4 separate regions of the Sus scrofa genome follow, and all the other regions are linked to region 3. The links are chromatin contacts, called in public HiChIP or PLAC-seq maps. All regions are on one chromosome and are shown on one strand. Each heading gives the region's core, a stretch centred on a gene start, on an enhancer-like site or on the middle of the called end of the contact. The rest is flanking DNA. Distances are from core to core; before and after follow the strand shown.

Region 1 (6,966 bases), core at 3,579-6,078, 480 kb before region 3:
GGACGGTATTTTTTTTTCTTTGCCACAGCATGAAGTGGCTTGAGTGCAATCTCAGTTCCCAGACCAGGGGATTGAACCCAGGCCGCAGCAGTGAAAGTACCAAATCCTAACCACTAGACCATCAGGGAACCCCCTAGGTAACAGCAATTTTTTTTTTTTTTGGTCTTCTTAGGGCTGCATCCACAGCATATGGAAGTACCCAGGCTAGGGATCAAATCGGAGCTGTAGCTGCCAGCCTACAAAACAGCCACAGCAACACCAGATCCAAGCCAAGTCTGAAATCTATACCACAGCTCATGGTAATGCCAGATCCTTAACCCACTGAGATTTGTCAGGGATCAAACCAGAATCCTCATGGATACTAGTCAGGTTCATTATCACTGAGCCATAATAGAAATTCCTGACAGTAATTTTTTAAAAGCCATACAGGTGGTTCTAATGTAACCAGAGTTGAAAACCCCTGGGTTAGATCATTGAATTGCTGGGAATTTTTTTAAAAGGATCAGATATTTGCAGACCCAAGTTCATAGCAGCATTATTCACAACAGTCAAAAGATGGAAGTAATTCACATGTCTTTTGACAGATAAATGGATAAACACAGTGTGGAATATATATAGAATGGGATATTATTAAGCCTTAAGAAGAAGGAAGGACATTCTAACACGTGTTACAACATGGATGAAGCATGAAGGACATTAGCCTAAGTAAAAATAAACCAGTCATAAAAAAGACAAGTATTGTATGATTCCACTTATCTGGGGTAGTCAGCTCATAGAAACAGAAAGTAGAATGGTGATTACCAGGGGCCAGGAAGAGAAGGGGGATGGGGAATTATGGATTAATGACTATAGTTTCAGTTTTGCAAGATAAAAAGTTCTGGAGATGGGTTGCACAACAATGTGAACATACTTAAAACCACTGAACTGTACACTTAAATATGGTTAGGATAGCAAATTCTAAGTTATATGTATTTTACCACAACCAAAAAAAAAAATTTTTTAAGCGTAGGAATGGTAGATAAATACCTTGCTTGGCACCACCCACACCCTCAGCCCTGGCAGACATTGCTAATTGATTACTGAATACTCCCACAGAGAGCCCAGGCCTTCCCAACCCCAACACAGGAGAGAATAGTGTGAGATAAGACAGGAGAAAGTGAGATGATTAAGATGCTCTGTCTGCATGTTTGGAAGAAGGAGTGAGAGTTGGGGGCAAAACGGAGATTATCCACCAAGGATGGAAGTACTAAGGGAGGAAAAAAGACACGTTAAATGAAATCCCCAGAGTTCTCTCCAGCGCAGTGGGTTAAGGATCTGGCAATGACACTGCAGCAGCTTTGGTCACTACTGAGGTACAGCTTTGATCCCTGGCCCTGGAACTTCCACATGCCATGGGCAAAGCCAAAAAAAAAATCCCCTCAAATGCACTTTCTACTCTTTAAAACTGCCTGGTGAGCAGAAGAGCAAAAGCCCTTTTTGTGTTGCCATGTTATTACACAGCCTCACCAGGAGACTAACTAGTCACAGGGGTCCACTGGCAAGTGCCCTAGCAAGGATCCAGAGATGAAGCTGAAGTGAAGGTCTTCCTGCCCCCAAATCCTTGGGGGGTACCCCACTCCCCCACTCTGTCCTTGGACCCCTCTCCAGACTCCTGCTGCACACGATTCCCCAGGCAGAGACTCACAGGGGTCCCTGGCTGGCCCCTGAGGACCTGATATGTCACCAAGTTGAGGCAGGAGCCACTTTATAGACAGAGGTGTTAGCAGAGGCTTTTTCAAGACACTCCACTTGACATTTGGCTAAACTAGGTTTCCACCTTTGCTGAGAGGGGGCCAACCTTCTTCTGCAAAGAAGACGAGCCAACACCTTTAAATGAGTCACATCCCCTGGAGGTGTTCTCTCCCCTTCCCTCCTAAAAATCTCTTTTGTCTTTTAGAACCAGAGGAGACAAACATGGTATTATGCTCTTCCATAATCCAGTTCTCCATCCTGGCCTTGCAAAGCCAAAACTCTGTGAGGAAGGAAATGTGTGGTTCACACTCAGGGTGGGGGCTGTCAATCTGTTTGGAGAGGGTTGGGTTGTTCCCAGGATGATCATGACTACAAAAGCAAATCGATGCTTGAAGATCTGCTCCCTGCTTTTCACTAATTAGTGTACAGAAGGGAGGAGGAGGGGGGATGGGAAACAGAGGGCAGCCACCAGCTGTGGAGATTTGTTATGTTAATTAAACAACGTGATGAGACAGGAAAAGCAGAGTTGGGTCTGATGTGTCCTGGGTGCCCAGATGTTTCTGTGATGCCCAGGGAGTTTGGGGCAATGTATGGGGGGGTGGGTAGGGACTCCCCTTGAGCTGGCTTCTCTGCCCCAACACCAAGGGCTCAGCACTGAAGCCTAAAATCTCTTCCACTGGGCACTCAGAAGCCAGCTCCAGAAACCTCCTTGAGGCACCTGGGAGACACAGATAGTGGGGGAAGTCTTCTCTGTCACTGCCACAAGCAATCTGCCAGCCCAAGACATCACCAGAAAGCTTTCCCATGGTGCTCCGGCTATATTTTATGCCATCTTTAAGTGTGGGTGTGTAAGAGTGGATAAATGGGTTAGTGATCAGGAGAACACCAAAGGGGAAAAATGGAGCCAAGTTGAGAGTCTAGTGATAAAGCATAATGGAGCTCTATTACTAGTCAAGTAACTCTGTTTTTAAAAAGGGGGTTGCAAGTCTGGGCAGCTGTTGAGTACACACAAAACAGCTGCATGTGCTTGCTTTCCACCTCTTCATTTTTCCTGCACCCAAAGAAGCCACCTTGCCAGTCCACCTGCCACCTCCACCGGTGTCTGGGGATGGCTGCAGTGGTCTGGGCAAAGGCTATGAGGCCAAGTTCCCAGGTAGAGCCAGGAGCTAGAGCCCTTACAGTTGGCTCCCTTGCTCCCTGGAAATTGTCCCTTAGAATGCAGGCAGCTGCACTAGACACTGGGTAAAAGATGCACCATCACAATCGTGGGGGTTTACAATTGGAGGGCTCCCCAAACAACATATGATCCCCCACGCTCATTTCAGAGGCAGTGAGATAGCTAAAAAAGTGCAGTGGCAGCACAGACGGACAAAGCATTAGAAGCAGAGCCAGCCAAGAACACAGGGCTCCACCGTGCCTGGACAGACGGTGGTCCCACACATGGAGACAGTTGGATTCTTCTCCTGTCACTGTGATTTGCTGGGGAATGGCCCCATGTTCCTCTGGTCAGCTCTGATGACCTTGGAGTAGAGTACAAGGGCTGACAACCATTTATCCATTTTGCAAACTGCTTACTGAGGCCCTGCTGTGTGCCAGAGAAGGAGCTAAGTTCTGGGGACATAAAGGGGAGACTCACAGCCTAGTAGAAACAGCAGAGCCATGAGCCAAAAATCTACCTGTAATTGTATCACGAGAGTGGGCACTGGAGCCCAGGAGAGGACACAGCGGGCTGCCAGCGAGCTAGAAACATCTTCCTGGAGGAGCGGGCATCAGAACTGAGCAGAAGGCTTCTCCTCACCTTCCTGTCCCTTTTGGGCACTTCTGTCAGGAATTCAGCACCTTTATACTTGCCCTCTGGATGCTCAGGACCCAAAGGTCTGCCCTCCCCAGGAATATCTTCTGCTCCCTTCTTACTGTCCTTCAAAACTAACTTCCCTTCTCATTGCAATGAGGTACATGTTCTAAAAATGCATGGTGATGGTTGCATAACTTGATAAATTTTGCTCAAAATCACTAACTTGTACACTTAAGATGGTGAACTGCATAGTATGTAAATTATACCTCAATCAATTTGTTTTTAAAGATACCCAACATTTTTTCTGTTCTAGCACATAGAGAAAATGATTAGTGTTTGAATCACACCCTGGGGTGAGCTCAAGAAAATTCCCCAGTTTACTGGGGAAAAAGTCATTATATTTTACTTATGTCAATATAAGAAAAATAAAGCTGCAGAAAGGTATTAAATATTGAATTTATATAAAATTTCCAACTAAAATGTTTTTTAAGTGCTATCCTTGAATTTGTGTCCATGGACATACTCTTGATAACTTCCCTCCATTCTCTCAGGGGGACCCAATTTCGAAATGGTTACATGTAACTTGGGAACAACACTTGAATGGCAATTTTTCATGTTCTTGGTGATCTCCGTCAGTAAGAAACTTTGTTCACACAAGGAGGTAATACAAATTTTTAAATCGCTTTTACAATCATTCAAAAATCTACCTTGAAACTATATTGGAATCATCTAATAACTCTTTTCCCTACTGATGAAAAAGTAACATTGACATTTTTGTGACAATATAAACAGATTTCAAATTCTAACAACTTTTTCTGCCAGGTATTTCAAATAATGATGACATGTACATTTGCAAAATGTACATGAATAATTAGACCAATCAGCTGGATTGGATGCCACTTAAAGGTATAGAGGCTGCAAAAATAATGAATCAGTGTAGGTGTTGCCTTGTGGTGCAGCAGGTTAAGGGTCCAGTGTTGTCACTACAGAGGCTTGGGTGGCTGCTATGGCTCAGGTTCTATCCCTGGCCCAGCAACTTTCACATGCTGCAGGCTCGGCCAGAAAAGAAAAAAAAATTAATCAGTGCATTAGTGAAGCCACCAGGAGTGGTGCCCACCGAGACACCCTGACTAACCCACACCTTGGACGACATACCCTGGTCTCCGAGTATCTGGAACACTAACTCCTCCCACTGCTTCCTGGACCCTTGTCCTCAATGGGCAGTGGTGGTCCCCACAACTGGCTGTCCCCGGATGTCCAGGGAGTGGGGCCAGTGGTAGCTGTGCTCATAGCGAAACCGCATGACTCAGATTGGGACATGAAGCAATCACACGCCCTGTCTCAAGACTTAACTGAAGTTCAGGTGCTTTATGTTTCAGTGCAGAGGAAATTCAGTAAGAGGCAAAGTAAGAGGTAAGAATTAGATTTATTGAGAGAAATAGTGTGGGCCTCTCAGAAGGTGAGAGGCCTCAAAATATGGGAGTGGTGAGTTTTTATGGGCTGGGTAATTTCATAGGTTAATAAGTGGGAGGATTATTCCAACTATTTCAGGGAAAGGGTGGGGATTTCCAGGAATTGGGCCACTGCCCACTTTTTGGCTTTTTACGGTCAGCCTCAGATCTGTCATGATGCCTGTGGGCCTGTCATTTAGCCACTAATGTATTACAATGAATGTATAACAAGGCTCAAGGTCCACTGGAAGTCAAACGTTCTGGCCGTCTTGGGCCTAATAGGTTCTAACCAGTTTTTATTGCATCTTCAATGGCTGTGTCCTTCTTTTAAAGGTTGTGCTCAGCCCCCTTCCCTCCAGTTTCAATAGCAGGACTGGGGGCACATCGGCAGACCCTTCCATTCATTCAGATGCCCCCTGAGAGACCCCTGAGGTCCAGCCCACCACCCCAAAGGACAAAGAATTCTGATCTTGGAAGCACAGGCTATGCTGATGCCAACTAACACCTGCTAAACTGAGAGCATCTTCTAAGACATTTCGATCATCCTGAGACCATATCCATTTTGAGGCCTTGAGGGCTACTTGCTGGAGAGGCAGGGCACTCAGAGAGGAGCAAAGGGTTAAAGCATTAACTTGGAAAAATCTCTGTTTAAGAAGGGGGTGGACAAGTACCGGCTTGGGGAGAAAATAGAAGGGGAGGAAAACCCAGTGCTGAGAGCTCATAGAAGTTAAAGGAAGGGAGTAATTAGCCGAGAGAGAGAATAAAGCCTGAAGTGCTACTAAGAGGTGGAGGGTGGGTAGGGAGGGCTGTGGGGAATGCTGGAGAATTGGTCTTAGGTTCAGCACAGGTGTATCCAGGGCTGGGGCAGGAGCAACGCTATTACGGACGATTCATGACACTTGTTAAAGACAGTGATGAAAACTATGTTCAAGAGGGACCACCACACTGGGTGTTTTGCAGCAGGGGAGAGAGATCAGGCTCAACACCAAACACAATGAACCAGGGAAGATTTCAAACAAAAGAGTGGGGTGGGGGGGTGTAAGTGGATGGGAGGTTCCACAAAGAAAGATCAGAGGTAGGGGTATTCTGGATAAACTAACAGGATTCTTGCTGGAGGCAGGCCAGAGTGATAAGGTACCAAAGGTGGGGGTGAGGAATATGGTCCCATATCCAGGGTGATCACACACCAAGGTTAGGGAGATTTTTTTTTTTTTTTTTTTTTTTTTTTGCTAAACTGATTCAGTGGGATTCTTGCTAAGACTGGACTGAGCAGGTCAAGACAGAGCCCAGGGTCAAGGATTAGACAAGGGGAGGGCTCAGAGGAGCCTAACATAAGTTTGGTCAGAGAGTCTTTGTCAGAGTGACATGGTAGCTTTAGGAAGTGACATGGCCAACTAAAGTATTGACTTACTGGTCTGAAGAAAAAAGTCTGTGAGGGGCACTGCTGGCAGGGTTGGGTGACGGGGCTCTTGGAAAGAGCCAGTACCTGGAAGAGCAGGAGGTGAGGGATCCAGAAAGAACGTTCTTGGGAAGGAAAGCGTTCCTCTGCCCCTGGGTTGGGAGCAAAGGTTTTCCTGTTGGGATAACAAGGAGATTCAAGAAGCCAAGAGCCACCAGCCAGTCAGTTGGTGCAACAGATGGGGACAGTTGGCCCATGGCACTGTTCCTTCGTTATCCATGATGTGCCAGCACTTTCTGGACAGCTGCTGTGTGCCAGGCCTGGAGAACCGCAGAGAAACGGCCCTTTCCCATTAGGAGCTCAGAGTCCAGGGAACAAGCAGGCTATCAAACCATCACAGAGCCAGCAGAAATGACCAGGAGATGGCAGGATGGTGCGGGGAGCCACAGTACTGGTGCCCAACCTGCCTTAGAGGGACAAGGGAGGCTTCCTTAAGGAAGTGGCAGCTCAGTCACGCCTTAGGGAAGAAGAAGAATTGGACAAGAAGGGGCAAAAACTGTTCCAGGAAATGGCCCAGGGGCAAAATGGAA
Region 2 (7,435 bases), core at 2,584-5,083, 460 kb before region 3:
CTTTTTACAAGTCAGTGTTCAGAGTCACTTGTCATTTCCTAGATCATTCCCTGGCCCAGGAAAGATAATGCTCTGTGTCTTAGACTTATCCATGTTCAAATAGATGCCAGGGAGTCAGCTATCAGCTCCCCTGCAGAAATCTCATTCTTCACAGCATCATGGCACCCACAACTAGCTGCTGATCAAACCGGCACCAGAGAGAGGAATGCCTTGGCCATCCTTTGACTGGGAGAAGAGTCAAGGGTTGAGGAAGTAGAGAATATGACTTAGTAAGGATGAGGGTGTGAGGAGGTTGAGAGGAAACCCTTGTGTTTGGTGAAGAGGTGGTGAGCTTGAGTTCTTGGAGTCAGGGAGACGTCCATGTTCCTCGCCCCCAAAGACCCAGCACAACCTACCTAACATTATGAAGAAAAGGGGGGGGAAATGTTTTCAGTGGATGAGATGCAAGACAGGGGAAGCTGTGGTCCCCTATTATTGGCAAAGACTTCAGGCAGTGTGCAGACCCGCAGGTGAGAAGTCTAAATCAGTCATCAACTGACAAAAGAAAAGTCAAGTCAGAGCCAGAAATTTTGAACCCAGGACCTCAGAGAGTTACCACAAGCCACAGTCACACAAAGGACACCCAGAGAAACATGGTACCTAAAGGACAAAACATGTGCCAGTCTCCTTCTCTGGCAGAGAGTTCCACATTTTCTGTCGCAGGTGGGGGGTGGTAATCTTAAAGACCCTTCTCCCTTAACTTGAGAGAAGGAAACATAATAATAAGAATTGTTGAAGTTTCCTTTGTGGCTCAGTGGTTAGCAAACCCAACTAGCATCCATGAGGATGCGAATTTGATTCCTGGCCTTGCTCAGTGGGTTAAGGATCCGGCATTGCCATGAGCTGTGGTACAGGTTGCAGATGAGGCTCAGATACTGCATTGCTGTGGCTGTGGTATAGGCCACGGCTACAGCTCTGATTCAACCCCTGGCCTGAGAACCTCCATATGCCACGGGTGTGGCCCTAAAAATAACAAAAAAAAAAAAGAAGAAGAAGAAGAATTGCTATGTTCTTAATAATCTGATAATAATAATTATCAAATATTGAGAGGTGAGAGGAAGATGAGAGATGAGAGCAGGTAGGCATGGGAGAAGGGAGCTAAATCCTTATTTTTCACAGTGGGAATTAAAAAATATGATCTAACCTTCATAATTCCAGAAATTGAGATAGAGCCTAGTATAAGGAGATCACTGCCAGAAGAATTAAATCCTAAATAGATTACAAGAGGGGCTGGGGAGGAGTCACGACCAGGCAAAAGACTGCTGCTTGCCCTCAAGTTCTTCCATGTGATTGGTAAACATTTAAAACCACAAAACTGAGAAAATAAATGTAAACTATTGGTCACATTCCTACCCCCACTGAATGACAGGTAGTAGGTGTTCAATAATTATTTGCTGAATGAATCAATGAACAATCACCTGGTAAGCCACCCAGCTAAGTAAGTAACCAAGCTATGCTATGCCCCTCAGAGCTGAAACCCTGGACTTTCTTAGATGCAAAGGTATGGGCTCACCCATGGGATCATTCCTGGACTCCTAGTCTGGGCCTGGCCTCTCACAAGCCTAGAAGAGCAACTGTGGATGCCCGTCAACTTGACATTTTGACATGTGAAGAGCATCCTTTCTTGCTGATCAAGTCCCAGAGTTTCCAGTATCTTATAAATAAGTTCCATGACTTGCTCTGGGTGTGGACCCAGCTGGACAGCGGCATTCAGAGCTGTCAACATGCATAATATACCTACAGCGGGATCTGCACGGGGGGACTCAAAGGGAGCAGTTGTTATCTGGAGCTAGTGAGCAACTTGACCTGATGGTCTGATGCCTGGAGATAATCAAACATCTGCAACAGATTAGGGCACAGGCCAGCTTACTCAACTATGTTGCCCAAGTGCCCCACGCAGCCACAGGCATTCATCAAGGAACTTTCACAGTGAGTGACTTTCCTGAGCCTTTCCAGGGAAAGAAACTCGGATGGTGATAGAATCCTCTTCAAAAGCACAGTGGAGAAATTCCCTTAAGGACCAGCTAGTTCCTGGCAGGTCACTTTCTTATGTTTCCTTTGATGATTCTGGGAGCTCTTTAAGTCAGAATCAAGTGTTCTGATGTAGTAATGTGCAGTATATATTGGGAAGGAGCTGTCTGAACATTAAAATATTAAACATTTCAAATTTAATGGGCTATCAAAATGGCTTTACAATCATGTGATAACTACTGACATTGGATTTGCATGTTTTAGTTAAAACTATATAATGGTGCAAATTACTCAAATGTTTTAAGTATTTGGATAGGAGGGAAGGAGGGAAGAAAGGAAGGGAGGGAGGAAGAAAAGGAAAGGAGGGAGGGAGGGAGAAAAAGAAAAGAGTAAAGAAATGCTGATTTAATTGATTCCCTTTGGGGCATCCTCCCAACTGGAGGTCAACATCTGGATGTGAGGAGACATACCCAGTGTGCTCTAAGAGAGGTAGAGCCAGACACAGAGTCCTCTGGGGCCCAGGGTCTGCCCGGACAGGTGTCTGCTGCAGAGACCCCAGCATCGGCAATAGTTCCATCCCCTCCTTCCCCGTCCTCCTCCCCACCTCACCTAGGGCTGCTCAGAGAAGCAAGGGGGTGGCCACAAAGCTGGGAAGGGTAAATCCAACATCAGCCACAGTGCATTCTGGTCACCCCAAAGAATGATTTTGAGGGACTCACTAGGAGAAAGAGTCTAGTCGCTAAAGCATAGGTAGGCAAAACCTCCTGCCACTAAACCAAGCCTCAGCCATGAGCCCTGGCACCCCAGTAACTGTCGTGGCAAACTTCTGCTGCAGGGATTGCAGGTCTGCCCTAGTTATTTGCAAAGCAGGGATTGCCAGCTACAATGCTTTCTGACCCGGCTTTGGTGTTGTGTCATGACATACAGATGATCAGCCTGAAAGGATGGTACAGCTAACCAAGGACATCAGGGAACAGACTGAGAAAATTTATCCTGTTGAGCTGCCAACACGGTCATCTCCAGCTGGCTTTAAGGTGTCTCAATCAGTTGTCGCCAAAGACACATCAAACCCAGTAGCACTGAGGTGCTGTTTTTCATATGATCTCTTCTTAAGTTGAAGGAGCTGCAACAAAGGTATCATGCAGCATCACTGTGAAACTGTGCTGAGGATGACTCCAGTCATGAGCCCAGAGATCCCAGGCCCTTTGTCGCTCAAGGGACTTAGGCCAGCTGCCATGTGACATCAGTGTATTGATCAGTATCAAAGGCATCCCTCCTGGGGTGAGAGGACAACAGATCACTTAAATTCTCTCCATTCCAGCCTTTCTCTGTGCATCTGTACTTCCCACAGGCTCACAGAGCCACAAAGACAAGAGCCCATCATGGTCTGGGGGTACCACAATTTACTGCTGTTTCCTCAGCAATGTAACAATGATTCAACTTCAAAGAAAGTGAGAAAGCGTACCCCTTGCTGGTTCGTGTCGGCAAAGTGGAAGAAGCAAAGAAGGAAGAAGAGACAGTTGTGTAAGGCAAAGTGCCCCTAGTTCTGATTTAGTTAGTATCTGTCACAGTGATTTACAGAGGGGCTGTTCCTGCATCATTTTCACTCCAATAATGAGCCATTTATGGGAGATTCCATTGTACTTGCCTGTTTTATTGCTGCACAACCCAGAAAAAAGATTCATGTAACATTCTCTCTATAGAAGATTTCCCTCTACATCTGGGACAAAAAAACCTAAGATTTCCTTCCCACTGGGGCACGGACTTCAGCCATGAATTGTAGTGGGTCAGCCTTACCACCAGAGGGAGCCCTGTGGTCACTTTTCCTTCTCCCTTGGCTCTAGGTTGGCGTCCCTCCTGAGTTTGGACAGAACTGAGTGTCAAGTGCATCACACAAATTAATACTAAGAGTTTTTTGTTTTTTTGTTTTCTTAAGAATGCCTCTTGGGATGATGTCAGTCTCTCGCCCTACATAATTATTTTGCTTTGGGCGATGTCCTTTGACCCAAGCTATTGTGTACCCTAACGGAGGGATAATTCTCTGAACATTGTGCTTTCATTCGGACAGCTGTTCATGTTTGCAAACCACTTATTTCAAAACAACACAGTATTCAAATCTCCATGACTCCAGCAGGGGAAAGGGGAGAGAACTCTCTTACCAGCCAAATCATGCTGGTAGCTTTGACATGATGGTCCTCGGTTTGCCACCCCAAAGGTCCAATCCCCACCAATATCCTACCTGCTTTTCTATCACTGGTCTTCCCAGCCACCTTCTTCTAAAGGGAAGATAATGGTGACTAACACCCTGGGTCACAGAGAGCTTTCAGCTGCCTTAAGGGTATGAACAGGTTTGGCATTTCTGTGATAAAAAATATCAATTCATTACAAGCTGGGTGACTGCAGCCCTAATGGTTGATGGCCATAGACCTGAACTTTCTCTGTTTACTGGTCGATCAGAATGGATGACTGTCCCTCTTCTTTTCTCATCTAGCATTTTCCTCTCTGAGCTCTCTCTGAAGCCACCCAAGTCACAATAGCATCTGTTGGATAATGTGCTCACACATAATCCTTTCTCTTTTTCAACGTATTTTCACTGCATTGTCACCCTGGCATCTCATAATACAAAGCTGAGGTGAGGCGAGAAGGAACTGATGAATTTTCCAATTCTCCCAGGCAACATCATCAGTTGGTTTGTTCTGTGTTCCCATGTGCTGCCCATCTCTTTATGGTCGATGTTTTTGCTGTCTTGTAACTGCTCCTTTACCAAGTTCTACCACTGTGCGTTCCCCTCCTCCGGAGGGACCAGATCTCTCTGACTAGCTTTCTGTCCCCAAAGCTTTGCAAAGTTCTTGACATACAATATTCAATAAATATTCATTTGAAATATGACACCCGTTTGACAAATAGGGTCATCAGGTCACCCAGAAGGGCCCAGGGGACCATGTGCTACATCCACTGCCTGAAGCATGTAAAGGAAAGGACGTGGGAGAGCACATGTTCGGTCCAACTGGAAGAACAAACCGTTTACAAGAAAAGACGTATTGGATTCTGACTTTAGAACAGGCATCCTGATAAATGCCAAAGACTGAATAATAAGACACGATCCAAGTCCTAGATTCCCATCCAGTGACCAGGGGGGCCCTTTAACTTCTGTGTATGCCAGCTTAAACTTACTCAGGATGAGCAGTTTGGAGGCTTAGATCCCTGATGGCTCATGCAGACAGGGCCAGCTGACTCCATGGCCCATCGAGATGGCTACAGGGCAGGTGCTACACTGGCGTTTGTGCAAATGCACTGCACACACAAATAAATAAACACATGTGGAGGCCACACAGCAGTAAGGGGACAGGGTGCTGTGTCGCTAAGGGGGAGTCAAGGGGGAAAGAGCATTCTGAACGCCCTGAGAAACATCTAGAGGGCCAGGGAGCTGGGGGAGCAGGAGAGCTGAGAAGGTTGTATGTAGCAGAATGAGGGTGTGAGCAGGGAGTGACTGAGGAGGGTGGAGAATGAAGCAGAGGGAGGCACAGACTGTGTGTATTTGGACAATAGTATCAGGAAGCCGGCCAACTGCTTTCCCATGGGTCATACCTGTCCATGAAACGGGGCTTTGTGTTTAAAAACAAAAATTATCTCCACTTCAGTTCAAGTCTCTCATATGAACTCACTGAACTTTCATTTTGTTCCTGCCAAATCCCCAATCTAAATTGGATTTTGTTCTATTTTACAGCCTTATACCATTTAATGTTTGCTTCATGGCCAAAATCTCAATGATGCATATATGTGAGCATTACTTACTAATTGTCTTTATTCCCTACTGGACTGAAAGGTCTTTGAGAGCAAGACTTGTACCTATTTGTTCACTCTTGAGTCTCCACAACCCTTCTCCCTGCACCTGGAATAGAGTGTTTAATAAATGTGTGATTTATAAATGAAGATGGGCAATCTTTGGACAGTGGGTCCCTATATAAACAGCAGGGCTGCTTTCCAGGCCCCAGTTGCTGTGGCTGCCTCAGCAGCTTATCCCAAAGTCAAGTGAGGTCATTCATGACAGGTGCAAATGCACCCTCACTTGCAAATCTGGACCCAAGTTGGCAGCTGGAGAAATACGACCTCGGAGTTTCATCAGCGCCTCTGCTTCTTGCTGCCACACCGCATCCCCTCCACATTTCCTCTCAGAAGACACACTCCTTTCCAAACAAACTTCTGATGAGCTTCAGAACCCCCTCCCTGCCCTTCACAGATGCACGGGTCTAAGCATCCCACCTCCAACCCAGCCTGCTAACGAATGGCTTTGTCTGTCACATCCAGAACCACAGAGCAGAGCCATCTGACACATGCCCCCACCTTCATGGCCCTGGGGCCAGTTCTGCTTGCAAAATAGCTGAAGTATTTGGTCCCAGAAAGAAGAGGTGACCTCTTGAAGGTCACATAGCTAAAAACCCACACAAGGGGCCCTCAAGAAAAAAGCTCTTTATTGAAACACTAGTTAACATGCAACACTCGAAATCAACCAGGCATTCTGCTAAACATTTGCCTGCTTTATCCCTGTCGATCCTCACAACAGCCCTGGGAGACGGGTCTTTTAGGAACCCCATCTTACTGTAAGATGCAACTCAGGGATGAGTTATGTAACCAGCCCGAATTCACCCAGCTTGAAGCTGAAGATCTGGATTCTAACTCAGGACAAAATCTGAGTTCACAGCTGCAAGTCTTTCCCCTACATACCCATTGCATGGCTACCAAGATGATTTTTCCCTCCTTCAGATTCTTACCCATTCAGTTATAAATGCCCCCACGCAATGAGATGAATACACTGTAGGAAAATTGGCCTGTGATTCGTGAAAAGCGTTTCACACTAGGATTCAGAAAAATTCCAAATCTATACAGCAGAAATTGACAGAATGCTGTAACTATACTTTAATAAAGAAAAATCAAAAAGAAAGAAAAATTCCAAATTTAGCCTCCACAGCCACCTGCTCCATTTCTGCAGACACTGATTGTTTCTTGCTCTCCCATCTGCACCAAAACCTGGACCCTCAATGCCTGCACAGTGACCTCCTGCCTGGTTGCTTCGCTGCCACACTTGAACTCAGCCAGTTTTCTGGGAGGAATGCCTCCAGCCAACCCATAAATAGCAAGCATCTCTCACGCACACAGGGCATCCCTTTACAGCTCACTTCAGCCCAATCTACAGCAGCAGTTCAGTAGTAAAGCCTTGTGTTTGGTTCTCTAGTGTGGCCATCTGATGCTGCTGTTCTAAGCCAGCATCTCTGCGGTCCTGTAATCAACAGGGCTCTCATGGCCCCGGGGATGCCCTCCACCCAGGGCTCCCCTTTAATACACAGCAACCTTAAGGGAGAGAAAGAGGCCGAAACATAAGTCTGCAAGTCAAGATGTTTATTACTCGTTGCCTCTTCCAGCTCAG
Region 3 (6,846 bases), core at 1,529-4,028:
AGGGCGACGTCTGTGTGCACCTTTTAAGAATGGGGTCTTTGTTTCCCCCAGTCCCGTGGAGCTCCTGTACATAAGCCCCACTGGCCTTCAATGCCAGATGCTCTAGGGGCTCTTCCTCCCAGTGCCAGATCCCCACACGTGGGAGTTTGGTGTGGCACTCAGAACTCTCACTCCTGTAGGTTTCTATGAACCAGTTCGTTTCCAGTCTGTGGGGCTTCCCACCTGGGAAGGATGGGGTTTCTTATATCGCATAATCGCCCCTCCTACCTCTTGATGTGGCCTCCTCTTTGTCTTGTGGAGTAGGGTATCTTTTTTAAGGTTTCCGGTTCATTTGGTTGAAGATGGCTCAGGCTTTAGTTGTGAATTTTGTTGTTTTTAGGAGAGAAATTGAGCTCCAGTCCTTCTATTCCACCATGGTAATCCCATCTCCAGGTGTTTTGGGTTTTTTTTTGAAAAGAAGACAGCACAGGAGTTCCTGTCATGGTGCAGCAGAAACAAATCCAACTAGTATCCACGAGGTTGCAGGTTAGATCCCTGGCCTCGCTCACTGGGTTAAGGATCCGGCATTGCCATGAGTTGTGGTGTAGATCGCAGATGTTGCTCAGATTCAGCATTGCTGTGGGCTGGTGTAGGCTGGCAGCTACAGCTCCTATTAGACCCCTAGCCCAGGAACCTCCATATGTTGCAGAAGCAGCCCTAGAAAAGACAAAAAAAAAAAAAAAAGACGCAGTGCAAATAGCTTTGTTTTTATTTATTTATTTATTTTTGCTTTTAGGGCCACACCCATGGTACATGGATATTCCCAGGCTAGAGAGTGAAATCAGAGCTACAATTGTCAGCCTTTACCATCACTCAAGGCTGCACCAGATCCCTGAAACACTGACTGAGGCCAGGGATTGAGCCCACATCCTCATGGATACTAGTCAGCTTCATTTCCGATGCGCCGCAACAGGAACTCCAGCATCCAGTTTTTAGTCTGTAGTGAATGACAGTGCTATGAACATTTGCTTATAGGTCTTTGTACCAGCATGTTTTAATTCTCTTGTGTAGATACTTAGATACTTCTGAAAAACATTACAAGTATATATAACTTTATAAGGTAGTGCCATATTGGTTTTCTAAATCGCTGTATCATTCTGCATTTCCATGAACAGTAAATAAGAGTTTAAGCTAGTCCACATCATCACCATAGTGATGTCAGTCTTTTTTTTGGCCACACCCAGGTCATGGGATGTTCTGGGGCCAGAGAGTGAAATCACACCACAGCTGTGACAATGCCAGATCCCTAACCAGATGAGCCACCAGGGAACTCCAAACTGTCAGTCCTTTTAAATTTAAACTAATCTTGTGCTTCTGTAGTAGTGTCTCATTATGGCTTTCATTTGCATTTCCAAAGTGATTAATGACAATGAGCATCTTTTCATGTGCATATTCGCCACTTGTTTACCTTCTTTGGTGAAGTGTCTTCATATCTTTTGCTTGTTTGTTTTATCAGTTTGATTTTCTTCTACTTTAGTTATAAGAGCTCTTTATACATCCTGAATATGAGGCCTTCGTCAGATGTATTTTGACAGCTAGCTTCTTCCCGTCTGTGGCTTTCCTTTTCTTATTTTTTTTAATTGCCTTTCAAAGAGCAGAAGATTTAATTTTATTGTTGTTTACAGAAATATCTGACTAATCCAGTGTTACAAGTATTTTTTCTTATGTTATCATCCATAATTTTAGTAATTTGAACTCTTACATTTAGATCTATGATCCATTTCAAGTTAACTTTTGTCCACGGTATTTTCAAGGGCCCATGTTCTCCCCCACCCCCCATATAGATCCAGACCATTTGTTGAAAAGACTATCCTTTCCCTGTTTTATCATCTTGTCAGTTTCTTTAGAAAAGCCTACTAAGGTTTAGATTTGGATACCAGTGACTCTGTTGATTGATTGGGGACAATTGCTATTTTAATAGTAATGAGTCTTCCAGTTCATGAAATGAGACACCCCCTTCCCCCTGCACCTTTTTTTTTTTTCCCCAGCACCCACAACATATGGAAGTTCCTGAGCTCAAACCTGTACCACAGTTGCAACCTGCAACACAGCTGGAGCAACACCAGACCCTTAACACCCTCCACCAGAAGAGAACTTCTGAAACATACTTTTTTTTCCTTCTATCTTTCTTTTTATGGCTGCACCTATGACATATGTAAGTTCCCAGGCTAGGGGTCAAATCAGAGTAGCAGCTGCTAGCCACAGCCACAGCAAAGCTGAATCCGAGCCTTGTCTGTGACCTACTCCACAGCACACAGCAACACCAGATACTTAAGCCACTGGGCAGGACCAAGGATCAAACCTGCAACCTCATGGATACTAGTCAGGTTCGTTACTGCTGAGCTGCAATGGGAACTCCAGACTTTGATTTATAAAGTGAATAAGTCATGAGGATGTAATGTGTAGCATATGGAATATAATAACCTTTTATTGTGACAGATAGTAACGAGACATCTTGGTGATCATTTTGTAATCTATGAAAATATTTAGTATGTTGTACCTCTGAAACTAATATGTCAGTGATAAATTTTAAAAACTAAAATTTAAAAATAAAAATTTATTTTTTTAAGTCTCAAGCATGTTTCAGCTTCAGTTAACAAAATTTTACTTCAGAACATGTTGTTACTATAAATAAGTTAAAGAGAAGAAGAAAAAAAGTCTCAAGTACAGGAAGTTATGCAATGCAAGAGATGGTCCATGACAAAGCCTGAATCAAATTTGGCTTTACTGTAGCAGAACCCTTTGTTCTCCATACAACAGTTAAAGAGAACTTCCTGTTGAGCCTGCTACACTCAGACAGTGCAAATGTCTAATTGTAACATTTAGTACAAAAACTACTAGACTAGGAGATAGCATCTACTCATTGTTTAAATATTTTCTTCTTTCATATAGTAGTCCTCTTCCTAAAGATGGTCCTGTGAGTTTGCATGTGATAACCCCTTCTATGTGAACACATGTCAAGAACAGACAAAAACAAAAAAGGAGAAAGGCAAAAGTATTTTATAGAGTAACATAATACAAAATTTCCTGAAAGAAGGAGTTCCCGTTGTAGTGCAGTGGAAACAAATCCAACCAGGAACCATGAGGTTGTGGGTTCAACTCCTGGCCTCGCTCAGTGGGTTAAGGATCTGGTGTTGCTGTGGCTCTGGCATAGGCTGGTAGCTATAGCTCCAATTAGACCCCTAGCCTGGGAACCTCCATATGCCGCAGGTGCAGTCCTCAAAAAAGACAAAAAAAAAAAAAAAATTAAAGATATAAATGGATAATTGCCACCAAAGAATGAATGAACAAAAATAGACATAAATTAGAAAAAAAAGTAATTAGAAAATAAGTCATTAAAATAAAAAATGCAACAAATGAAGTTAATTTTAGACTAGGTATATTTGGGTTTTTTAATTCAATTAATTTTATTATATTTATGGTTGTACAACCATCATCACAGCCTAGACTAGGTATATTTGAAAAATATTTAAGTACATTAGAAGGCAGGATTAAGGAGCTCATCTATAAAACAGACAAAGTTGAAAAATACGAGACATAATAAAATGGTTAGAGGCCCAATATCAGCTTTTTGGAGGTTTTTTTTAAATGGATAAAATGGTAAATTGAAAATAGACATGAGTCCTAGACAAAAAGCACACTGAATACTCAACAAGATGATTAACTGTCAAACAGATCATAAAGAATTAATAGAATATCAAAGATAAAGAGGTAACTTAGATGTTAACTCTAAGGAAAAAGGCCAGATTATCTTTAAAGGAAAAAACTACAGCAAACTGCTCATAGGCAATAAGAAAACTTAATGGTGTAATATTTCAAAGTGGTAAGGGAAAATTTCTGCTAACCTTGAATTTTATACTGAGCCAAAGTATCATTCAAGAGTATAAGACTTTAGCATTTATAATAGACATAACTTAACTTAAAGAAATATTAAAGGAAGGTACTTGAGTAAGAAGAAAAGTGAACCCAGATGAAATGCAAAGAAACAGTGGTGGTAGTTCCCATTGTGATTTACCGGGTTAAGAACCAGACATAGTGTCCATGAGCATGTGGGTTCACTTTCTGGCCTCTCTCAATGAATTAAGGATCCAGTGTTGCTGGAAGCTACTCCAATAATTTGACCCCTAGTCTGGGAACTTCCATATGCTACAGGTGCAGCCCCCCCCCCCAAAGGCAATAAATAAATAAATAAAAATTTAAAAGAACACATGTATAACAAATTTTTTACCTCTTAATTTCCATCAACTGTTTTACTCACCATTCCATCCCCTCTCCTGTGACAACCACCAGTTTGTTCTCAGTTGTCTGAGTCCGTTTCTGTTTTTTGTTCATTCATTTTGTTTTTTAGATTTCACATATAAGTGAAATCATATGGTATTTGTCTTTCTCTGTTTCATTTATTTCACTTAACTTAGCATAATATCTTCCAGGTCCAATCATGTCATAAATTGCAAGATTTTATTCCTTTTTCTGGCTTTCCATCGTGTATATATATATCACATCTATTCATCTTTTGATGAACACTTAGGTTGCTTCCATATCATCACTATTATAAATAACACTGCAGTGAACATAGTGATGTATATATCTCTTCAATCTGGTGTTGTTTTCATTGGGGAAATATCCGAAAGTAGAATTGCTGGATCATGTGGTGGTTCAATTTTATTTATCAATTTGTTTTTTGTCTGTGCCTATAGCACATAGAAATTCCCAGGTCAAGAATTGAACTCATGCCACTGCAGCAACCTAAGCCACTATGGCCACTAAAGTGATAATGCCAGATCATTAACCCACTGCACTGCAAGAGAACTTTGCTTTTTTTAATTTTTTGAGGAAACTTTATACTTTCCATGGTGGCTATATAATTTACATTCCTGCCAACAGTGCACAAGGGTTTCCTCTCCTCCATATCCTCTCCAACATTGTTGTTTGTTGTCTTTTTGATAATAGCCATTCTCACAGGTATGAGATGATGTCTCATTGTGGTTTGTTTTGGGTTTTTGGTTTTTGGGTTTTTTTGTTTTTTTTTTTTTGGTCTTTTGTCTTTATAGGGCTGCACCTGCAGCATATGGAGGTTCCCAGGCTAGGGGTCTAATCGGAGGTATTGCTGCCGGCCTACACCACAGCCACAGCAACTCTGGATCCAAGCCGAATCTGCGACCTATACCATAGCTCACGGCAATGCCAGATCCTTAACCACTGAGCAAGGCCAGGGATTGAACCCGCAACCTCATGGTTCCTAGTTGGATTCGTTTCCACTGTGTCATGACAGGAACCCCTCATTGTGGTTTTGATTTGCATTTCCCTGATTATTAGAGATGTGGAGCATCTTTTCATGTGTCTGTTGGCCATCTGTGGGTCTTAGAAAAATGTTGAGATCCTCTGCTTTTTTCTTTTCTTTTCTTTTTTGGTCTTTTTGTCTTTTTAGAACTGTACCTGCGGCATATGGATGTTCCCAAGTTAGGGGTTGAATCAGAGCTGTAGCTGCCAGCCTATACCACAACCACAGCAACATGGGGTCCAAGCTTCATCTGCAACCTAGACCACAGCTCACAGCAATGCCAGATCCTTAACCCACTAAGCAAGGTCAGGGATCAAACCTCCATATCCTCTCAGATATTAGTTGGGTTCATTAACCACTGAGCTAAAATGGGAACTCCCCTCTGTCCATTTTTTAATCAGGTTTTTTTGTTGCTGTATGAGTTTTTGTATATTTTAAGTATTAATCCCTTATCAATATATCATTTACAATTATCTTCTCCCATTAGTAGGCAGCCTTACTGGCTTAAGAGTTTCCTTTGTTGTGCAAAACTTTTTAGTTTGAAGTAGTTTCATTTCTTTATTGTTTTTTTGCCTTGTTTAGATTTTTTTTGTTATTACTCAATGAATTTATTACATTTATAGTTGTACAATGATCATCACAATCCAATTTTTTAGAATTTCCATCCCACAACCCCAGCACATTCCCCCCACCCCGAACTGTCTCCTTTGGCAACTATAAGTTTTTCAGAGTCTGTGAGTCAGTATCTGTTCTGCAAAGAAGTTCATTCTGTCCTTTTTTCAGATTCCACATGTCAGTGAAAGCTTTTGATGTTGGTGTCTCATTGTTTGACTGACTTCATTTAGCATGATAATTTCTAGGTCCATCCATGATGCTAAAAATGCCAGTATTTCATTCCTTTTAATGGATGTAGTTTCATTTCTTTAGTTTTGCTTTTTTGCCCTTGCCTGAGGAGACAGATCCCAAAAAAACTATTGCTAAGGCCATTGTCATGGAGTATACTGTCCTTGTTTTCTTCTAGTTTTATGGCTTCATGTCTTAGATTTAAATCTTTAAAGCATTTTGAATTTATTTTTGTATATGGTGTGAGAAAGTAGTCCAGTTTGATTCTTTTAGATGTAGCTATCTAGTTTTCCCACCATCACTTATTGAAAATGCTGTTTTTTCCCCATTGTGGCTGCTGTGGTATTAAGATCTTTTACCCATTCTAAGGATGATTTTTGACTTCCTCAGTAATCACTGAAAAACAAGGACACAAGATCAGCTATGTAGTCCACAGAGAAATTTGCTTAGAAAAATTGGAGACCTGGGAAAGAGTCCTCATGTGGATCCTTATGAAAAAAATGCCACATCATTTTGGGAAAGTGTTCTTAGAAAATGTACCATGGACTTCTATAATTCTTTGTCAGTGTTTTGTGTATGTGTGTTTTGCATATTTTTAATTCAATTTTAGTATTTCTCTTCATGATTTGTATGGGGTTATTATACAACAAGAATAGTTTTTTGTGAAGTTCCCGTTGTGGCTC
Region 4 (7,571 bases), core at 2,723-5,222, 370 kb before region 3:
GGAAACATTTCCAACTTGGACTGCAGAGCTCCCCATTGGAAGAGAATAAGATGGTTTTCAACTCCCAGATTCTACTGGCAGGAAGCAGGCTAAGAGAGCTGCTCAGCTGCAAAAATGTACTACATTCCATAAAAAAGAAAAGATGATCCAGAGGGCAGTATCAATTGCCCAGAGAGTAGAGCCACAAATGAGGGAGAAATAACCCCAGCTTTGAGAATCTCATCAAGGAACTTCCAACATTTTCTTGGCTGGCTTTCAGAATTTCTATGGACCAATGAGATTTCGTGCCTCCAATTTTCCACCTTGGTAAGCAGAAATATCTTCCCAACCAACAACTGTATATTAGGTACATGAGGGCCGAACAATTTATCTATGTAGTTCCATGGGATCTATATTTAAGGCATTACATTTGAGAAGCCTCATCCACACCTGAACTTGATATAGATGCAGTTCTAGACTTTGAACTGATGTAATGAGGTGAAGCTTTATGGACCTTGGTAGGGAAGCAGTGAAGCAGTGTATTTTGCATGTACGAAGGATGTGAATTACTGGAGGTCAGAGGGGAACCCTGGAAGGCAACCTCTAAGATAACTCCAAATTATTCCCGCCTCCTGATACTCAAACCCTCGTGTAATAACCCCCTTGAGTGTAGGGTGGATCTTAGTTTCCAACAAATAGAACATGGAGAAAGTGTTGTGATGTCACTTCCAAGGTTAGGATATAAAGACCGTGCAATCTTGGATTGCTCTCTTGCTCTCTATTTGCTCTACAGGGAGCCAACTGCCATACTGTGAGCACCTCTATGTAGAGGCCCATGTGACAAGGAATTGACTTCCCCAGCCAGCAGCTAATGGGGACATGAGGACTGCAAACAGCCCCATGAGTGAGCTTGCAGCTGGATCCTTTCCCAACGAACCTTGAGGTGACTGAAGCTTCAGCTACACTGTGATCAAAGCCTTGTGAGATCCAGAGCCAGAGGAGTCCAGCTAAGTGGCACCTGATTCCAAATCTGAGAAACTCTGAGAAATAAATGCCTGTCTTTCTAAGATGAGGTGTTTTATTATGCAGCAAAAGATGACTAATACAGATTTTATCCCTGAATACAAGCTTTTTAAGAGGATGAAAAAAAATGTTTTTAATATAGTTTTTAAACATTAAGAGTAGTTTTCATCCTGTTTATAATTATCGAGTAATTATAAACAGCCCACTACAGTTTCATTAAGTCTTTATTCTACAGAGATTTTTTTTTGTCTGATTCTGTGCAAGGGCATGCATGAGGTATGGAGATTAAAAAGAGAGGGGGGTGGGATAAGCAACAAGATCCTACCATATAACACAGAGAACTATATTCAATGTCCTATGATAAACCGTAATGAAAGAGTATTTTTTTAAAGTGTGTATATATACATTGTAAATCAACTATACTTCAATAAAAACAGACAGAAAGAGAAAGAGAGAAGTCAAATCCCCTGATTTCTAAGCACAGACATCCCCTGAGGAAGTGACACAGAATAGTAGAGGGTGACATGGACCGTGATGAAATCAAGTCCAAGGAAGAATAGGAACCCAGGGGCAGTAGGAGTTCCTGAGGCCCACTGGGTTGTCACTAAGAGGATGGACTTGACTCGGGACTCAGTGATGCAAAAACACATCAAATTGGCTTATGCTCAATAACTAAAAGGTCCAACAAATGTCACACTGGCTTCCTGCACAGCTAGATTTAGGGGAGCTCAAATGATGTTACAGCGACCCAGTGGCCCCCTCTCAGTCCCTCAGCTCTCTTTCCTCTATTTTGACTCCATTTCAAGCAGATTATTTATCAAGGGCTTGAGCTGATCCACCAGGTGTCAAAGTAACTGATCAAGACAGCATGGCAAGTTGAAAGTAACAATTAAGCCTTTATTTACTTATGGCTATGGTAGAGGGAAGGGGCTAAAGCCCTGGCCCCCCATCATTCCATTTTCTCCATGGAAAAGCATGGGTGGAGGGTGGGAAACAGATGTATCAGCACAGGTGGGAAGAATTGTCTTATTGCTAAGGGAGCTAGCAATAGGCTCCTGTCTTTCTATGGATCTGCGGTGAGGGGAGTGGGGAGACCCAGGAGGAGAAATATCCTGAGTACTGAGTCAGAGTGGAGAAAGTATCTGCAAGTTCCCACCACTTCCCATAATTAGATCTCAGCCAAGTCCTCCACATACCCCAGGTAAAAAGCCTCCAACGCAGATACCTGGGCCAGGAATGCAGACATGCCTAAGAACAATTTGGCCATGGGGCCCAGTCCTTGCCTGCAATTTCCTTCAGAGTCTACCATGCATTGCCGGGTGTGGGGAGGGCAGCTTTCCCCAGTGAGGTCTGCCAGGTAAAGTGTCATGGACTAAATGTTTGTGTCCCCCCAACCAAATTCCTATACTGAAGCCCTGACTCCCAACGTGATAATATTTGGGAATTAATGAAAGTTAGACCAGGACATGAGGGTGGGGCCCCACAATGGGATTAGTGTCCTTATAAGAAGAGGACGAGGCTCCAGGGCTCTGCCTCTCTCTGCACATATATGCAAATACACAAGGAGGTCAGGTGAGCACACAGGGAGACAGCAGCTGTCTACAGGCCAGGAAGCAATCCTGCCCAAGATCAGAATCTGCCAGCACCTTGATCTTGGACTTCTCAGCCTGCAGAGCTATGAGAACAAGTGTATGTTGTTCAATCCACCCAGTCTGTGGTATTCTATTTTAGCAGCTAGAGTTGACCTAAAGCCTTTGTAATTGCCTATGGTCAGGCCTGAAAGCTCAGACAGGTTTTGGCCAGGAGCTGACCCCCTGCTCTTCCTGTTGGTTGTGAGATGACTATCAGCAGCTCTAGACTGACAGAAATACCCAGTGGAAAGAGAGCGCTCTGTCTTAGCAGTTCCAGCAGAAACTCTGAGCCTGACTCTGGTGAGACTAACTTGGGTTCTATACCCATCCCAGAAGCAAAGACGGTGGCCAAGTGGATGGAAATAACAAATTGATTTGGATCTGAACCTGGGGGTTAAGGGCAGGACTTTCCCAAACTACTTAAACTGAGAGTGAAGGGAGGACATTTATACCAGAAGTGGAAGCAGATCCTAGGTAAGCAAAACCCATAGACACCCACTCTACAGTGCCTGAAAGTGAAAGGATTTCTTTCTTTATCCATTTAATAAATGTACACTGAACTATGTGCCAGGCACTGCTTTAGGCCCTGGAAGACAGTAGCAAACAACAGCATCAAGCTTAAATTCTACTGGGGGTGATAGATAATAAACACCAGCAGCAGGTGATATAAAGCCTCTTAGATTATGATAAGGGCTGGGGGGGAGTGGGCGGTGAAAGCAAGAAAGGAAGGTAGGAGATGTGCTTTTGAGGGAGGGGTACCCAAAAAGGCCTTGCTGAAGGCAGATAGAAATTGTGCATCCCAGAGAATAGGAAAAGTTCAAAGCAGAGGGAACAGCCAAGACAAAGCATGCTCCCTGAGATGGAAGCATGCTAGTTGTGTTCATAGTTGTATACAGGTTGAAAATGAAATGCCCAGTTAAATTTGAATTTCAGATAAACAATACATACATCTTTTAGCCTAAGTACATTCCCAATACCAAATGGGACATAGTTATGCTTAAAAATATTTTGTTTCATGTAACATTTGGAACATATTGACACTAAAAATGTATTTGCTGTTTATCTGAAATTCAAATCTAGCTGGGAGTCCTGTATTTTCATTCGCTAAATCTAACATCTCTAGGCCAGTGTGACTGAAGCAGAATGAAGAAGCAGGAGAGGGTGTTATGGGTTGCATTATGTCCCCTCAAAGAAAATATTCTGAAGTCCTCACCCCCAATACCCTAGAATGTGACCTTATTTGGTAATAGGGTCATTCCTGATGTAATTAGTTAAGATGAGCCACACTGGAACAGGGTGGGGCCTGATCCAAGATGACTGCTGTCCTTATTAGAGGGCCATGTGACAACACAGAGTCACACAGGGAGAGGGCCATGTGTTGACAGAGGCAGAGATTAAAGAGCTGCAGCTGCAAGGCAACACATGCTAAAAATAGCCACAACCACCAGAAGCTAGAAAGAGGCAAGAAAGGATCCTTCCCCTTCATGGCCCTGCCGACACCTTGATTTTGGACTTCTAGCTCTAAGAACCACGAAAAAATAAGTTTCTGTTGTTTTAAGCCACCCAGTTTGTAGTGCTTTGTTACAGCTGCCCTGGCAAAGTGACAGAAGAGAGCAGCCAAAGACAAGGGCAGAGAGGTAAGGAGGGTGACAGACAGAGCCTGTGGGGCCCGGGAGGTCACATGAGAACTTGGCTTGCACTCTGAGTCATCTGAGATTTTGGGGGGGAGGAGTGACTGTGGAAAGAGGTGTAAGAGCACTCCCAGAGGACACTCAGGAAAGAAAATGGGATGTGCTGTTCCAGGAGCTACTTGCTGTTAAGTCCTGCTAGAGTGTGGAGTGAGGGCAGTGGGCACGAATGAAGGCTGGAGAGGGGAGCCAGATCTTGAAGAGCCTCTTGGTAACAAAAAAATAGGGATATGCTTCCCCCTGTAGGCAACAGGAAGCCAAGGGAAAAGTTGGAGCAGGAAGCTGGGATCCAATATGCCCACTGTTCTTGGCTTTTATTACTCATCATACTAGTGGTAGATGCTGAAGAGCTCAAAATGAATGACTGGACAGTGGTGGAATTTCAAGTGCTATGAATGTTGAAGGAAGGGGATAACCTTCCCATTAGATGGAGGACCTTACTCCAAGCCCCTTAGATTACAGAACTGAGACAACCACATTCCCACACATGCGTCAGGCAATCTGGAAAATACCTAGGATTTCTCTGGAATATTAGAGATTCTACCCAAGACCACTGATTTGCTAAGAGAGATAAGATTCCCATCTGCAGGGCAGGGTCTAAAGGAGCAAATAGATGGTCTGGGAGAGAACAACAGGGAGGGTCTGAAAATGCAGATTCCTGGGTCCCATCCAGTGCGTCTTTTTTTTAAGATTTTTATTTTTTATATTATAGTTGATTTACAATGTTCTGTCAATTTCTACTGTGCAGCAAAGTAACCCAGTAATGCATTTTGACTAAGTCAAGGTGGTTCTGAACCACACTTTGAGAAACTCTGCCCTAGTGAGGGACTTGAGGATGTTCAGGAAGACAGTAATAAAGGCTATGGAGAACACATAAAGTAAGGGGTAGGGGAGAGGACAGGATGTGTGTGTGGGTGTAGACAGGTGTAATGGTGCACTTTTGGATAGGGTAGCAGATAATGTCACTATGGAGATGACATACGATGGAATTATGTGCAAATTTTGTAGGTATGTCCCTTCCTGGGGAAATAAATGGATACACAATTTCCAGGAAATTCTTAAAGAGATACCAGATCAAATTTGTATTGAGAACTATTTCAGATTAGTTAGCAGACATTTTCTGCTTTCAAATGGAAAGAATGTTCTTTCAGATGGAAGTTCAGAAACCACTTGTATTTTGAATGTCCATAATACTTTGACCTTAAATAGTGGTTCTTAACCTTAGTTGCATCTTAGAGTTACCTGAAGAGGTTTGAAAAACAGTAATGCCTGTTAGCCCTAGAAAGTCCGATTTATTGGTTTGGGGTATGACCTAAGAATTAGGGTAATAAAAGCTCCCCAGGAGATTCTAATTGAAGGAAAAACTGAGAAAGATACACCTATAGTTTTATATGAGCTTCACCTCATGGTAGGAAGGCTGGAATGAATATTCCCACTGGGAAAGTGAGACTCTATGATAACTTGAGGTCCCAAGACTGGTGACTAACCCAAGACTCAAGACCAATTCTGTACTCAGGCCACTATACCAGCATGAGACAGAGGTCAGAGGGTTCTGATAGGGAATGAAGGGCTAGAACTCAGGCTCCTGCACTAGAAAGGGCAGGCCCCTTAAAGTAGGAAGGCTGGAGTGATTATTCTGGGTTGGTTACTCTAGGGTACAGAGGGTAAAAAGAGATGGCTCAGAGGAAAAGGCACCAAGAGCTGATACAACCAGCTGCCAACTAGCAGGCCAGCAAGAAAAGCTAGCACTTGGCCTTCATATGTGAGGACTCCGTCCCTCCTAGGACAACCTGGTCAACAGTGGCCTCTCAGCTGGCCCAGGGCTAAAGAAAACAACAGTGATAATAAAATCCCTCTGAGATAATTGACATTAACAGAGTTGTAGTTTCCAATAGTCCAATTCCTTCCTCATTCCCTAACACCAGCCAGGATTGCTGATGGGGGGACGGGGGCAGAAGGTAGACTAGAAAGAAGTCACTATCCAAAATGTAATGCCTCCATCAGCTCAGTAAAATCCTAAAACGCTTTCAACTGGAACAAAGCTTTCCATTCTCCAAGTGGTAATTAGTAATGAATTCAAAAGTAAATGCCCCTAGGAGAGAAAAGACAACAGATTAAGAGTTCAACGTCTTAGTGTTCAAACCTCTTTTTATACTGAACCCATATACCATGACCAAGTGGGATTTATCCTAGGGATGCAAGGATTCTTCAATATCCACAAATCAACCAGTGTGATACACCACACTAAAAAACTGAAAAATAAAACCTGTATGATCCTCTCAATAGATGTAAAAAAAGCTTTTGGCAAAATTCAACACTCATTTTTGTTTTATTTTATTTTATTTTTTTAGGGCTGCACCTACAGCATATGGAATTTCCCAGGTTAGGGGTTGAATCAGAGCTACAGCTGCCAGCCTATACCACAGCCACAGCAACATGGGATCCAAGCTGTGTCTGCAAGCTACACTACAGCCCATGGAAACACCAGATCCTTTAATGCACTGAGCAGGACCAGGGATTGAACCTGCATCCTCATGGATACTAGTCAGGTTCATTACCACTGAGCCAAAAGAGGAACTCCTCAACACGCATTTTTGATAAAAACTCTCTAAAATGTGGGCATAGACGGAATCTACCTCAACATAATAAAGACCATATATGACAAACACACAGCTAACATCATTCTCAATGGTGAAAAACTGAAAGCATCTCCGCTAAGATCAAGACAAGAATGTCCGCTTTCACCACTGTTATTCAATATAGTTTTGGGAGTTCTAGCCATGGCAATGAGAGAAGAAAAAGAAGTAAAAGGAATCCAAATTGGAAAAGAAGAATTAAAACTGTGACTGTTTGCAAATGACATACTACATAGAAAATCCTAAATAGGCTATCAGAAAACTAGCATTCATCAATAAATTTGGTAAAGTTGAAGGATACAAAATTAATACACATAAATCTCTTGCTTGCCTATACACTAACAATGAAAGATCAGAAAGAAAAATTAAGAAAACTATCCCTTTTACCATCTCATCAAAAAGAATAAAATACCTAGGTATAAACCTACCTAAAGAGACAAAAGACCTGTACTCTGAAAACCATAAGATGCTGATGAAAGATGACAGAAACATATGGAAATATATACCATGCTCTTGGAGTAAAAAAAAAAAAAATCAACCTTGTCAAAATGATTATTCTACCCAAGACAATATACAAATTCAATGCAACCTGTATCAAATTACCAATGGCATTC

The links. HiChIP or PLAC-seq counts read pairs in DNA pulled down with a chosen protein or histone mark.
Region 1: a contact with region 3 is called in an H3K27ac HiChIP or PLAC-seq map of alveolar macrophages. The contact joins two enhancer-like sites. A contact is called at or near these places in 5 of 47 Hi-C or Micro-C datasets (brain, fetal skeletal muscle, mesenteric adipose tissue and 2 more) and 1 of 2 datasets of contacts at active chromatin or transcription factors (alveolar macrophages).
Region 2: a contact with region 3 is called in an H3K27ac HiChIP or PLAC-seq map of alveolar macrophages. The contact joins two enhancer-like sites. A contact is called at or near these places in 15 of 47 Hi-C or Micro-C datasets (blood, brain, embryonic fibroblasts and 9 more) and 2 of 2 datasets of contacts at active chromatin or transcription factors (alveolar macrophages and skeletal muscle).
Region 4: an H3K27ac HiChIP or PLAC-seq map of alveolar macrophages shows a contact between it and region 3. The contact joins two enhancer-like sites. A contact is called at or near these places in 1 of 47 Hi-C or Micro-C datasets (heart right ventricle) and 1 of 2 datasets of contacts at active chromatin or transcription factors (alveolar macrophages).

What each region holds. Positions count from the first base shown.
Region 1 is chr15:15,415,518-15,422,483 of Sscrofa11.1, forward strand. The region is part of intron 7 of THSD7B (thrombospondin type-1 domain-containing protein 7B); the gene reads right to left. Among named protein-coding and RNA genes, the nearest start is that of THSD7B, 190 kb to the right of the region's middle. Within about 2 kb of position 4,829, at least 3 of the 83 cell types and tissues checked have an H3K27ac peak or open chromatin away from gene starts, as enhancers often do. A contact at or near this core is called in alveolar macrophages, where this site is marked.
Region 2 is chr15:15,437,563-15,444,997 of Sscrofa11.1, forward strand. The region is part of intron 7 of THSD7B (thrombospondin type-1 domain-containing protein 7B); the gene reads right to left. Among named protein-coding and RNA genes, the nearest start is that of THSD7B, 170 kb to the right of the region's middle. Within about 2 kb of position 3,834, at least 11 of the 83 cell types and tissues checked have an H3K27ac peak or open chromatin away from gene starts, as enhancers often do. A contact at or near this core is called in alveolar macrophages, where this site is marked.
Region 3 is chr15:15,896,298-15,903,143 of Sscrofa11.1, forward strand. No RefSeq gene overlaps it. Among named protein-coding and RNA genes, the nearest start is that of MCM6, 24 kb to the right of the region's middle. Within about 2 kb of position 2,779, at least 2 of the 83 cell types and tissues checked have an H3K27ac peak or open chromatin away from gene starts, as enhancers often do. A contact at or near this core is called in alveolar macrophages, where this site is marked.
Region 4 is chr15:15,520,744-15,528,314 of Sscrofa11.1, forward strand. All of the region lies in intron 2 of THSD7B (thrombospondin type-1 domain-containing protein 7B), which reads right to left. LOC110257066 (a long non-coding RNA gene) reads left to right here and starts at 674. Exons shown (of 2, transcript XR_002339240.1): 1 at 674-4,270. Within about 2 kb of position 3,973, at least 25 of the 83 cell types and tissues checked have an H3K27ac peak or open chromatin away from gene starts, as enhancers often do. A contact at or near this core is called in alveolar macrophages, where this site is marked.